3 separate regions of the Mus musculus genome follow, and all the other regions are linked to region 2. The links are chromatin contacts, called in public promoter capture Hi-C maps. All regions are on one chromosome and are shown on one strand. The core of a region is the stretch at or near the end of the contact, and the rest is flanking DNA. Distances in the headings are between cores, read along the strand shown.

What was found. Promoter capture Hi-C pulls out the DNA fragments that hold promoters and counts their contacts.
Region 1: a contact with region 2 is called in a promoter capture Hi-C map of hippocampal neurons, with 25 times the contacts expected there. The contact joins the promoter of Tdrd3 here to the promoter of 9630013A20Rik in region 2. A contact is called at or near these places in 2 of 39 promoter capture datasets (cranial neural crest and hippocampal neurons), 1 of 484 Hi-C or Micro-C datasets (olfactory sensory neurons) and 1 of 115 datasets of contacts at active chromatin or transcription factors (pro-B cells).
Region 3: a contact with region 2 is called in a promoter capture Hi-C map of hippocampal neurons, with 12 times the contacts expected there. The contact joins the promoter of Diaph3 here to the promoter of 9630013A20Rik in region 2. A contact is called at or near these places in 8 of 39 promoter capture datasets (the 3T3-L1 cell line, cranial neural crest, frontonasal cranial neural crest and 4 more).

What each region holds. Positions count from the first base shown.
Region 1 is chr14:87,414,069-87,418,230 of GRCm38.p6, forward strand. It overlaps Tdrd3 (tudor domain containing 3), which reads left to right and starts at 2,515. Exons shown (of 14, transcript NM_172605.3): 1 at 2,515-2,780. The coding sequence starts at 2,740.
Region 2 is chr14:84,474,284-84,478,290 of GRCm38.p6, forward strand. It overlaps 9630013A20Rik (RIKEN cDNA 9630013A20 gene), which reads right to left and starts at 2,141. Exons shown (of 6, transcript NR_015539.2): 1 at 2,065-2,141; 2 at 1,726-1,756. It overlaps Pcdh17 (protocadherin 17), which reads left to right. Exons shown (of 4, transcript NM_001013753.2): 2 at 3,040-3,098; 3 at 3,232-3,404.
Region 3 is chr14:87,138,387-87,142,617 of GRCm38.p6, forward strand. Diaph3 (diaphanous related formin 3) reads right to left here and starts at 2,838. Exons shown (of 28, transcript NM_019670.2): 1 at 2,612-2,838. The coding sequence starts at 2,728.

The DNA.
Region 1 (4,162 bases), core at 1,265-3,764, 2.9 Mb after region 2:
TATTTGGTCTATTTTCAAATTTCTGTATTTGCTATGAAATTTTATAAAATTTCTCTAGATTTAGGACTTTTGTTTTATCTCTTCGTGTTTGTATGTGACAATGGGTCTGAGTATGTCGCTCTGGCTGGCCTGAAAATATCGATGGAGACCAGGCTGGCCTTGAACATCAGATTCTCCTGACTCTGCCTCTCAAGTGCTGGGATTAAAGGTGTGTGCCACCACTGCCTGGTCCTGATATTGCACTATTGATATTTTACACCAGCAAATTTTTGAGGGTTCCACAAGTGTCCTGCGCATTGCAGGTTGTTTGTCTCCAACCCTGGCTTCTACCCACCAAATCCGATTGACCTCATGCACTCTCCGAGGCTGTAGCATCGAAGTGTCCCTACACATTGTTAAATGTGCCCACGAGCTTCTGACCCAGCACCTGACTGAGAACCATCACCTAGAAGCTAAAGTTAAAAGAACACTGGTAAGTGTATTTCTTAAGAGACGTTAATGTCTAGTGGAAGGGAGCACACATCAGGCTGAGCGACTGATTCCAGGACTCGTTTAAGGCATTCTTTGTTGTAAGGATAAAGGCATTTCCCCCTCTGCTGTACACTATCATTTTAATACACTGCTATGCGAAGATTTTGTATTCCTATGGACTTTTATCCAGTTTATTTCAAAAATTCAATGTGCCATTAATGTCATGATTTTAGTTTTTGATGCTCTTATTATAACAAATTCCTCCAGTAGGAATCACACTCTTGAAGTGGGTTTGGTATTTTGTGCAATGTTTAACTTTAGTCATAAGCACCTGCAATGGTAAATTCTTATTGTATCACACTGAATGTGAGAACCAGTTTAAAGGCTTATTTATTCAATAGTTCTGGTTACTGGGACATTATAACTTTCACTTAATTTACACGAATAAAAAGTTATGTTTGGGGCTGGTGAGATGGCTCAGTGGGTAAGAGCACCCGACTGCTCTTCTGAAGGTCTGAAGTTCAAATCCCAGCAACCATATGGTGGCTCACAACCACCCGTAATGAGATCTGATGCCCTCTTCTGGTGTATCTGAAGACAACTACAGTGTACTTACATATAATAAATAAATAAATCTTAAAAAAAAAAGTTATGTTTGCTATGGTCTATTTAATAACAAAGTTGGCAATTAACCTGAGCTGTCCATTTACTTTTATTTATTTTTTTCCCCCTCTGTGTTCAGGTCAGCTTGTACATATAAACACACTTGCTGCTCATGGATGATTTAAAACATTTTCTACCACTGCAAATACTAGGAAAGAAATTTATTCCAGTTTCTGAACATGCTGTACACATTTAATTATACGTAGGAGCAAATGTGTGTTCAGAAAGACATCATAGCATATTTCCCAAGGAAGGCATAGTGACTTTAGAACTGTGAACAGCTAAAGTGAGAAAATGGAGATTTCAGTTAACTTCTGGATGCTTAATACCCTTCTTTCTCTAATAAGTTGCTTTTAAGTCTCAGGAGCAGCTGCCAATTTTGCAGTCTCTCCGAAGTCTGGCTCAGTGACGGTGACAGTAAAGGTGAAGCAGCCACCGCGACGGGTTGCAGACCGAATATAAGTTATTTTTTTATTATTAGATGTTTTCTTTATTTACACTGCAAATTTTATCGACTATAAGTTCTTAAATAGCCTGTAAGTCTGCAGAATCACTGGGAAATAACTTGCCCCCGACTCTCCTCCTCCGCGCCACCGTCCCAGGAGGAGAAGGACCCAGATTCTGGAGTAAACTTTTTAGGAGCACCAACAGGCCCGCCCCGACCCAGAAACCTCTTCTCTGATTGGGCTGTGTGACTCCTGATTGCCCAATCACGATAGGAGCGTTCCGGCGCAGCTCGGTGGCGTCGCTGCGCGTGCCCAGTCGGGGACACGCCGTGCACCCCGGTCCTCCCGCGTGCGGCAAAGGGCACGGCGTAGGGCGGTGCTAGCCCGGTTAGGTGCCGGTGCCAAGGTCGCTGGGCCACGCTGGGTTAGGGCTACGCCCAGCAGGAGGGTGACAAGAAAAAAAAGTCTTGTCCCTGTTGCCCAGTTTCAAAGCCAACTCCCTTAAGTGCAGGGTTAGGGTGTCGCGCTCACCCAACTGCCTGCGGGGACCCAGAGTGGGGTGCGAGCCGCAGTCTCTGAGCCTCGGCCGACCGCAAGGCCGGGCGAATGGAGCGGGCCCTGGTGACAACAGCCAGCTCGGGTGCAGAATGGGCTGGGCTGCACCGCCCCAAACGTGGCCGTGGTAGCATCATCCCCGATGCGCCGCCGCCCGGGCCGCGGGGGTCCGTGTCCCGCCCCGTGAGGCAGCCTAGTCCCTGGGATGCGCGGCTCCCGCATGTGTGTGCAACTTAGAAAGTGACCAAGCAGCCCGGTCCCCGGCAGCAGGAGCGGCGCCAACCAGCCTAGCCTAGCGCCGTCCCCCGCGGCGCCGTGTCCGATCCCCGGCCCAGGCCGCGTTTGGCGGCTCGCCGCTCCCAGCCCGGGCCGGCCCCTGCGGCCGCTCACAAAACGCGGCGAGCGGAACCCGCACGCGGAAGCGCCCGTCTCACTGAGCATGCCCAGTGGCACAGTCGAACAGAGGAGTTTTTTTTTCTTTTTCTTTTCTTTCTTCTTTTTTTCCCCCTCTTTCTTCTTTTTCTTTTTTCTGGGTCTCCAGTAGGAGGCCCGTCCCCCACCCTCAGTTCAGACCCCCGCCGTCCCCGAGCCTGAACAGCTAACCATGGCCGAGGTGTCCGGCGCCGCGTTGTCCCAGGCGGGTTGGTAAGTGCCGCGTCGCGCCGGCCGCCCGGCCCCGGGCTCGGGTCCGGCCCCGGGGAAGGTCGGGAGAGGGGCGCCGGGGATGCGGCGAGGAAGGCGGCCACGGCCACCCGCCCCCGTCCTCTCGGGGGCCCTCGGGGCCGGCTCCGCCCCCGGCGCCACGCGGAGCTGGGCGAGCGTCCCCGCTCCCCTAGGGGCGGCGGCCTGCGACCGGGAGCGGCGCGCCGGCGGCAGCGGCGGCGGCGGCCCGCGGGGAGAGAGCGAGGCCTCGGGGCCGGGGAGCGGGCGGCGGCCAGGCCCCGAGCCGCGCCGCTCAGGAGCACCCGCGGGGCCGAGCACGGCGCGCCGCCGCCCCTGGAGGGTGTCGCTGCGGCGGACGCGGGAGGCGGCGGCCTGCGGGAAGTTGGCGGGAGCACGGAGCCCAGCCCCGCGCGGCGGCCGGAGCCGGCCCGCTGCCCTCGTTTCAAACTACCGCGCTGACCGGAGCGCCGCTGCCCTTGCTGCACGCTCAACTCGCGAAGCAGAGAATGACCGTCCCGGCTACTCGTGCCGGGGCTGCCCCGTGGAACTTTTCTGGAAAGGATGGTGTTGGTCTGATCTTTTTTTAAAAAATACTTTTCCAGCCGTGACTTTTGGGGATCTGAAAGCAATGACAAATTACTTGACATTAAGCAGTTTCTGGAATTGCAGCCACACCAGTTGTAAACATCCAGTTTAATTCAGCGTCGCTTTCCCCAGCCTGGCGTAGGTACCTTCTGGGCTGATGGGTAGGGGTGAGGATGAAATACAGATTACTCGTCCCAGCTTTCTGAAACTACACTTTAGTGAGAAGGGAGATCAAGAAAACTATCGCAGTGTTAGCAAAGCGTGAAGGACAGACCGAGCACTTGATGACTGAAGGAGAGAAGTGGGTTCTGGCAGATGGTGAAGAAAGACTTTGCAGATGTAGAGTTAGGAATGTGTTCATTTTGGAGAAAGGACACTAGATCCTAGAGGTAACTGGAAGTAGGGAGGTATTTGAGGATTAAAGCCAAGAAGGAGGAAGCCAGTGCTTAAAGGGTTGGAATTTTACTTTGATCTTAAAGTTTTGACCAATAGGGCAGAGACAAAGCAACCCTGCTGTGAATGCTTTGCTAATTGACTTGACAGGCCTTTTTTTTTTCCTGCCCTACTCACAGGTGTAAAGATGAAGGCAAAGAATTAAGTAACTTTCTCCCATGACCTGGCTAGAAAGTGGTTGAAATAAATGTTGATGTAACTAGGCTGGTTCAGTCCTGTGTACTTAGTATTTGTTTATAAAGTACAGACCTCCTCACCCCCCGCCCCCCCCCCCATTTACTGCAAATTGTAAGTTAAAAATTTCACTTTATTCAGTTTTATTTTCC
Region 2 (4,007 bases), core at 891-3,390:
TATGATTTGAGCTTCATAATTTTACTAGGATAACATGTCTCAGAAAGTGGTATATCTTGGGAGCAGCTTATTATTTATTGTTGATGACATAAATATTTTTGTGAACCTGATTTACTAATGCAATGTGCTTTGGTGAGTATTGTTGAAGAACTAAAGGAAGAATATCATCAAAGAAGAGTATTATAATTCTGCAAAACTTAATCATCTTAAGTGTTTGCTTGCTTAGGTGTGTTGGTCTGTTTGCTTGTGCCAAAAAGAAAGAATTTCCCAGTGTTTATTGTTTCTAACAAATAAAATAACCAAACCACAGCAGAAAGGGCAAATCATATTTAGTTCTGTGTTATTTCAGATCTGTTTTGTTATCAGGAAATATACTCTGCAGAAAGCTAAAGAGTTGTAAAGGTCTGAACCCATATTTTATTCTCTTCCAAGATTTAAAACTTAAGCATCGTCCCAGTATAAGCCAAAACTCAAAATTTAAAGTACAGTAGCTAGGTTTAATAAATGATGCTGATAGTACTAAATTTCTTTTACATTTTTTCTTTTCTATGAAACTAGCACCTATTTCATAGTTGGATAATGTTGAATGAATTTTTGGACCTCCCTGAGCACAGATAATGAGAACTTTGCTGTCTATATTAAAACTGTATACTTTTTAGAGTAAATTAGTTGTGTGTTTGTAAAAAGCCAAATGGCTACTCTGCACAGAAACTATAGTCTCTTGCTTTCCAAGCAACTTTAATCAGTAAGTACAGACATTCTTAAACTTTGACACTGTGTTACTGATAAAGTCGTAAGCTTTTATATTTGTAGTTTTTAAAGCTCTGGGATGGTAAACCATACTTTTTTCCTCTTGTGTTTCTTTACATTCCTCCTATCCTTCTCTTTCATAGATATTTTTATTTTTGTCTTTATTTTCTCTGTATTTTTCTCTAGCTTGACCCTCTGCTTTTAACTTTCTTCTTGTTCTCACCAAATGACTTTTTCCTTTCCCTTTCTTTTGTTTTTCTACCTTCCTCTAAACAATTGTAGATAACAGTACTAATGTGATGTTCACAATTATGGATGTATGTATTTATGAACACACATTCTTCTACAGTCCTTTATTCAAAGGGATAACGTACTTTACTAATATGCATGAATTTCTGGAAACTGTTCTTAGGATGAGTGGAGAAAAGTTTCTTTTGTCCTTCTCATGTGCCTCACTGAACACAACACTTAAGCTTCACCTAATTGATACCCTTGAAGGCCTTATACTATTTACAGTCACACTGATGTTTCCATCTTCCGATTTTCCTTTACTTCCTTACTGTCTTGTTAACATTCTGTACTCTTTTTTTCCATGAACTTGTCCAAAACATTTATATATGACTCTTTCCTGGCAGTAATAAAAAACTTTGTACAGATGTTTAACCACCATAAATCACAAGATACATTTTATCAAGTTGGCAGGATTGCTAAGTTTGTAGATACTTTTAGAATTAGGCAGGACTTTTGTAGCCTTGTGACATCTATTTAGTTTGGCATTAGTCATTTTACTGGGAGTCAAAGTTTCCCTTGAAGTTGTTAGTTTGTCATTTTGGGAATAAAAAGAAGAAGCTTCACCTAGTTCAAGTTGAGGTACATGAGGATGCTTCAGAGACCCCAGGCTCAGGTACAGGATGATGAAGATATCAACTTTTAAATACAATTTGGTAAAACTTGAATTCATGCTGTTCAGCTAACCTTGCATGTGGCTCAATAAAGGTCATTGAATCTACATAAAAAGAAAAAACATTTACAGATTAAGAAAATTATATATTTTTATCATCTCATACTTTTAACAGACAAGGAGATTTGTATATTTTCATCATTTTTCAATATATTTTCAATTTACTCTTTCAATATATTTTCATATTTCAAAATACTTTCAATATTTTCCTAAACCAATTTTATTTTTTTCCAGCAACACTTCACAAAGCCAAATAAATGTAATTATTACATAGGAAGCAAAAAACAAGCCCTACTTTTTAAAATTAACTTTACTTATAAAGAAAGCACATATTTCACTGCAATATGCCTTACCTTGGCCTGCTTCTTCCATGGTTACACGCTCCGCGTGTCTGATACTTGTATGCTGGATGGTCTTGTACTTCCCCATTGCTGCTCCAGTGCATAATAGCGTGATATGAAGAAATGCAGAAAACAAGAGAAGCATTGTCACCAAGTCAGCTGCACGAAGAAGTAACGTGTGTGAATGTACAGTATAGGGAGATCTATGAAAGATCCAGTCTATTTCTCCCAAAAGACTCTGTTCCATGATACAAGGAGAATTCAGTTCTTGTTGGCAGAACTCCATGTCAGTTTGGAAGCAGTAAAAACGACAAGGCTTGCTTTTTCACATCCTTACTTTTAATACTTAAGTAACTTTCAAAAATTTTATTTCGCTCCAGAAAGTAATACCCAGTTCCATTAAGTTGTTTGATAGTAGGTTTTATAGTTAGAATGGAGTTTAGAGTGAATTAAAAGTGAATCCAACCCTTTATAATTTGCTTGTATCTATCCATTCCTAGTAAAATTTTTGAGGGAAGTCCATCAATCGTTTAACTGAGTGGATGACTTTGCGTGTTAATACATGAGGAAGGGCATAGAGTCCCAGCAGATGATACAATTATGTATAAAAATGAATGTTTTCAAATAAATGCACACTTACATACGAAGAAATTAGGTCATTTTCCCACTCCTCCCACAAATGTTCAATCTTAGTATCTGCGTAAAGAAACACCATTGATAGCATTATCCATCCTGGAACTAATGGATAATGCCAGTTTTGACAGGTTCATTGTTTACTTTAACAGGTAATTTGTGGACCGGAATCATTTAATTGTTCTGAGTACATAATTACATGTCAGCAATTTCCAATTTAATTAAAATGTACAAATCTGAAGATTAAGAGAATTTTTGAATTATTAATCATTTTTCCACTAGGAAATCTTGTTGCTCTGCAGGAGATTTGTCCAGTGTACAACTATACGTATTTTTTTTCCTTCTCTTTCACAGACAGACAATTTTCCCGCAGAGCCCAATTACATGGGCAGCAGGCAGCAGTTTGTTCAAAGGTAAGGCCTATTAAATAACTTTCTCGGCTTCCCCATTTGCATTCGTGTCAAAATTGCTTTGCAAGAGACTACACTTCAGGTTAAAACTGGTAGAGACAACACCCTCTCCTCTTTTTCTTCATGTGTATTTCAGTAGCTCCACGTTTAAGGACCCAGAAAGAGCCAGCCTGAGAGACAGTGGGCACGGGGACAGCGATCAGGCGGACAGTGACCAAGACACTAACAAAGGCTCCTGCTGTGACATGTCGGTTAGGGAGGCACTCAAGATGAAAACTACTTCAACTAAAAGTCAGCCACTCGAACAAGGTGAGTGACGCCCTCCCGTGCTTACTGAGTGCAAAGTCATATTTACAAGCTTCTCAGGACTACCAATGCTGTTCGCACAGTGGACTAGACCGTTGATAACGTACCAGAGGACGTGCAAAGCAATACATGATCCTAGACAACAAAAGCTTTTCTGTTTCACACTCATAATTGATAGTGACTCTGAAGCTTCTTAAAATAGGAACTCGATTCCACTCAAGAGGTTCTGATTTTAATGAAAGTGTCCTAACCTTGCCTAATTTGGGTTTGACTAACAAGGAAAATTTGGCATGCACCAGTTTGATATATAAGAACATGATGCCATCATTTATATTACAAAATTGGAAAACAATTTTAGATGAACAACTTGATACAGATTTTATCCTTCTTATCCATGTTGTTTTATTTTTAGCTTTGATTGTAGTGTCAAAATAGATATTTACATTTGCAATAATAGCTAAGACAGATTCAGCTGCTCTGGATTTGCACCAGTGTGTTCTCATAGATACCAAATAAACATGAGCTTCTTTACAGTGATGCATGGGAAAGAAATATAAGGCACTGTGCATGGGCTACACTTCTGAAAGCTATTTTTAGTACATTTGG
Region 3 (4,231 bases), core at 1,588-4,087, 2.7 Mb after region 2:
AGAACTACCGTTATCAGCAAGACTCTAGAGAAGGATGTGTCTATACGGTCCACTACATGGACTTAGCAGGTTGTATTATTATATTTAAGATTATAAATTTATGCTGGGCAGTGGTGGCACATGCCTTTAATCCCAGAACCTGGGAGGCAGAGGCAGGCAGATGTCTGAGTTCGAGGCCAGCCTGGTTTACAAAGTGAGTTCTAGGACAGCCAGGGCTACACAGAGAAACCCTGTCTCAGGGGAGGAAAAAAAATTATAATTTTATAGTTTAAAAATACACACAGCCGGGCTTGGTGGCACACGCCTTTAATCCCAGCACTTGGGAGACAGAAGCAGGCGGATTTCTGAGTTCAAGGCCAGCCTGGTCTACAAAGTGAGTTCCAGGACAGCCAGGGATACACAGAGAAACCCTGTCTCGAGGAAAAAAAAAAAAAATACACATATGCCGGCATGGTGGTTTACGCCTTTAATCCCAGCACTCAGGAGGCAGAGGCAGGTGGATTTCTGAGTTCAAGGCCAGCCTGGTCTACAGAGTGAGTTCCAGGACAGCCAGGGCTATACAGAGAAATCCTGTCTCGGGGGGAAAAAAAAAAAAAAAACACATATATACATAGCAACAACTAAAGAAAAAGAGGACATAAATTTAAGAAAGGGGGTGGCACACAGCAGGAGCTGAAGGGAGGAATGGGGCTAGGGAAAATGATGTAATTATATTATAATCTCAAAACATTTAAAAATTACAATAATAAAATTAATATGTAAGTAAAAGTCTAACTGTGGAGATCATCAAGAATCCAAATTACTTCTAAATGAATTATGAAGTCATGATTCAAATCAAGCCCCACCCATGAACTCAACATTGTAGAGTTCAACATCTTAGAACTTCAGCATGTTGTCTTTTAGACTTCATTTCAGCATGACTTTTAGCAAATGGTATGGGCACTGTGGCATACCAGAGAAATAATAAAAAACACAATCATCAGCCTTCAGTAACATCAAATATTTATTCAAGAACGCTATGTTGTAAACTACAGAAAATCACACTTCCGTGGCAGCCAAGACATGTGCTGAGCACTAACCCAGAAAGTCAATTATAAAAAAGAAGAGATGGGCCGGGCGTGGTGGCGCACGCCTTTAATCCCAGCACTAGGGAGGCAGAGGCAGGAGGATTTCTGAATTCGAGGCCAGCATGATCTACAAAATGAGTTCCAGAACAGGCAGGGCTATACAGAGAAACCCTGTCTCAAAAAGCCAAAAAAAAAAAAAAAAAAAAAAAAAGAAAGAAAGAAAAAGAAGAAGAGGAAGAGGAGGAGGAGGAGGAAGAGGAGGAGGAGGAGGAAGAGGAGGAGAAGAAAGAGGAGGAGAAGAAAGAGGAGGAGGAGGAGGAGGAGGAGGAGGAGATGGGGGCTGGTGAGATGGTACAGCGGTTAAGAGCACGGACTACTCTTCCGAAGGTCCTGAGTTCAAATCCCAGTCACTTGGTGGCTCACAACCATCCATAATGACATCTGACACCCCCTCCCGGTGTGTCTGAAGACAGCTACGGTGTACTTACATAAAAATAATAAATAAATCTTTAAAGAAGAAGAAGAGGAGGAAGAGGAGGAGGAGGAGGAGGCAGCATCTCATGGATCCCTCTCAGAGTGGACAGAATCTATCATGACCAGGTTAACTCTCTCCTATCCTCGTGTTATTTTGATGCTCAATTCTGCATAATCAACCCCCACTTATCTCAACATGTCTCTGCTCTCAGCTTTATTCAATTACAAGTAAATATTACACTTAGCGATTGATCCACAATCTATTATTTTGGATATAATCATGGTATAAATTCCTGAAATTGTATTTGACAAGAAAGGGCAAAGCCTGTTCCTATCAATACATAAAAATAATTTCCCCATACTTCTAAGGAAAACTAACAGTCAGTGTTAACTCTGCAATTCTCTTGGACTAATACCAAAACCTACCAACCCACACAATCAGACAATCTGAATGAAATCATCCTCATTACCTAGTTTCCTTCCAGCTGACACTAACTAAAAGCTTACCAGGTGCTAATCATAGCTCTTCCTTAAGCTTTAAGAACGCAAAGCCAACCCGATTAACGAGTTTCAGATACTTGAAGACTCCTTCCAAGCTAAACATGACATTCTTTAGCAGTGACTACACAACCCGCCAAGTTTGAAAACGAGTTGCCTCAACTTGTAAAAATACGTCCACCTTAAAAGGTTCTTGTTGAATTAAAATATTAGACGGGGGAGGGAGGGCTATCAGCTAGAAGTTCACTTTCTGTCTGACTGACTGTTCTACTAAAGGGATGGGGTAAATTTTAACTTTCTTTTAAAATGCAGAATCCGCCTTGATGACGTCAGTACACAGCCATTTGAACTGTTTTTCAGATACGCCCAAAGAACTGCCAGGCTTCACAGACATCAGGGCATTCGTCCCAGAAAGGAATCGAATCCCGCCTTGTCACTGGGGATCTAAGCGGATTAACAGCTCAGGCCTTCTGAAACAAACCTAGCTCCCAGCTCCCGGGGATGTCACCTGGGGGACAGGGAGTTGTAGGCCGCGGGAGTCGCCGCACGTTGTGGCTCTGGCCCACACTTACCAACTTGGGTCGCTTCTCCCCGGGCTCGTAGGGGCCAGCGGGCGGCGCGGACTGCAAGCCCTTCCTCCGCGACGACTTGCTGTCCCGGCCGAGAGCGCGCGCCCGGTGCCTCTCCATCTTCCCGGGTCTAGGTCGCGACCTGATCTGGGGCTTTGCTCCGCGGGCTCAACTTCCCGGTCCCACGCCCACTGCGCATTAACCGCTGCACACGGCTGGGCCAATCTATCTGAAATCTCCCGCCACCACAAGCAGCCCGGTCAGCCAATCCCGCGCCGCGGAACCTGTGACGCAAGGGCCCCGCCTTTTCCGGGGATGCCAAAGCCTGGGCCTGATTGGCCCTTCGGCCTGTCCATCGCGCTTCTCGCCCTCTGGCTATGCAGGCTGCTTGCCAGATGGTACATAGTAAGGAACGGGTTTGGAAGGAAGGTTGAGCTAAAGAGAGTCTCTAACAAGGCTTCCCTTGGACTTTCAGAGTAGGTTCTTGAAAAATCTGAGCCGCAGGGAACCTCTCTCAGTACTGTTTCAGCAGCACTGAATACGAAAGCAACTGATAAGCCCTTTGAGTAGTCTCTGGAGATCTCAGGGTCTAGGAAAAATACTTCTACTACTTGCCAGCGCCCATGCCTCTTAGAAGAGATGTTTACCATTTTTTGATTACCGTTTATATAAAAATACTGCTGTCGTCTCAGAGAGAATAGAGTTCATTCTAGAACCAGAAATGAGTGACCGCAGCCAGGTGGTGTGAACATCGGTTGAAGCACGGAAGAAAGTCATTTCAAAGACATTAGGACAGACCTACAGGTGCTACGAGATGCACAGTCTTGTTTGAGGTTGGTGGAAGTTAGTGGACTTTTAAGGAAGAGCAAAAGGCGTCACGTGATAGTCGTAGGTATGTTAGATCTAACGCAGCGATGAATGGCAATTACGTGAGCCAAGATTACTTGGCTCTGGATTGGCAGCATTCCATGTCTCTACAATCATTGGAATTCTAACCTGTCAATTAAGCGCGTAGAATTTTTACTACAGGTGCGGCTTTTTCTGGAACTCCAGTTCACATTGTTCAGCACTTACAGCATGCCTCAAAGCCTAAATGCGTACTCAGGGTCAACCAAAAATTAAAAGGAATAGGGTCCAAACAATTCACAGTTTAATGTGTTTCACAGGTATTGACACAAAACAAAATGTAAAATTATAACAGCCATTCTACAGGTTTTTAAGTTCAGGTGGCAATCCTAAATATAAAGTAGAGGAAAGGGTCAGAACCTGGGTTCAAGGCAAGCAAGCACCTATCCCCAATATGCCAAATAAAGACATTAGTAATGAAGAGAAAATTCTGGAGATCAACTCAGTGTGGCTACACAAGGAAAAGGAACAAATAAAGAAATCCAGGAATCTCCCAAGTGCATCCTTAAAGATATTGACCTTCTGACTATGGAGGTGATTCAAGCCAAGACAAGTAAACATAAACTATTGATTTTGGTACAAGAAATAGTTCTAGGTATTCCACAGAGACTAGCACAGGGATTCAGAAAATGAACCTAAGGTTTCATCTACAGCTTTTAGAGGTTTAGGTTTAGTTCTGGTCTTGCAGGTACTGTTTGCTCCTTTTCTTGTTATAAT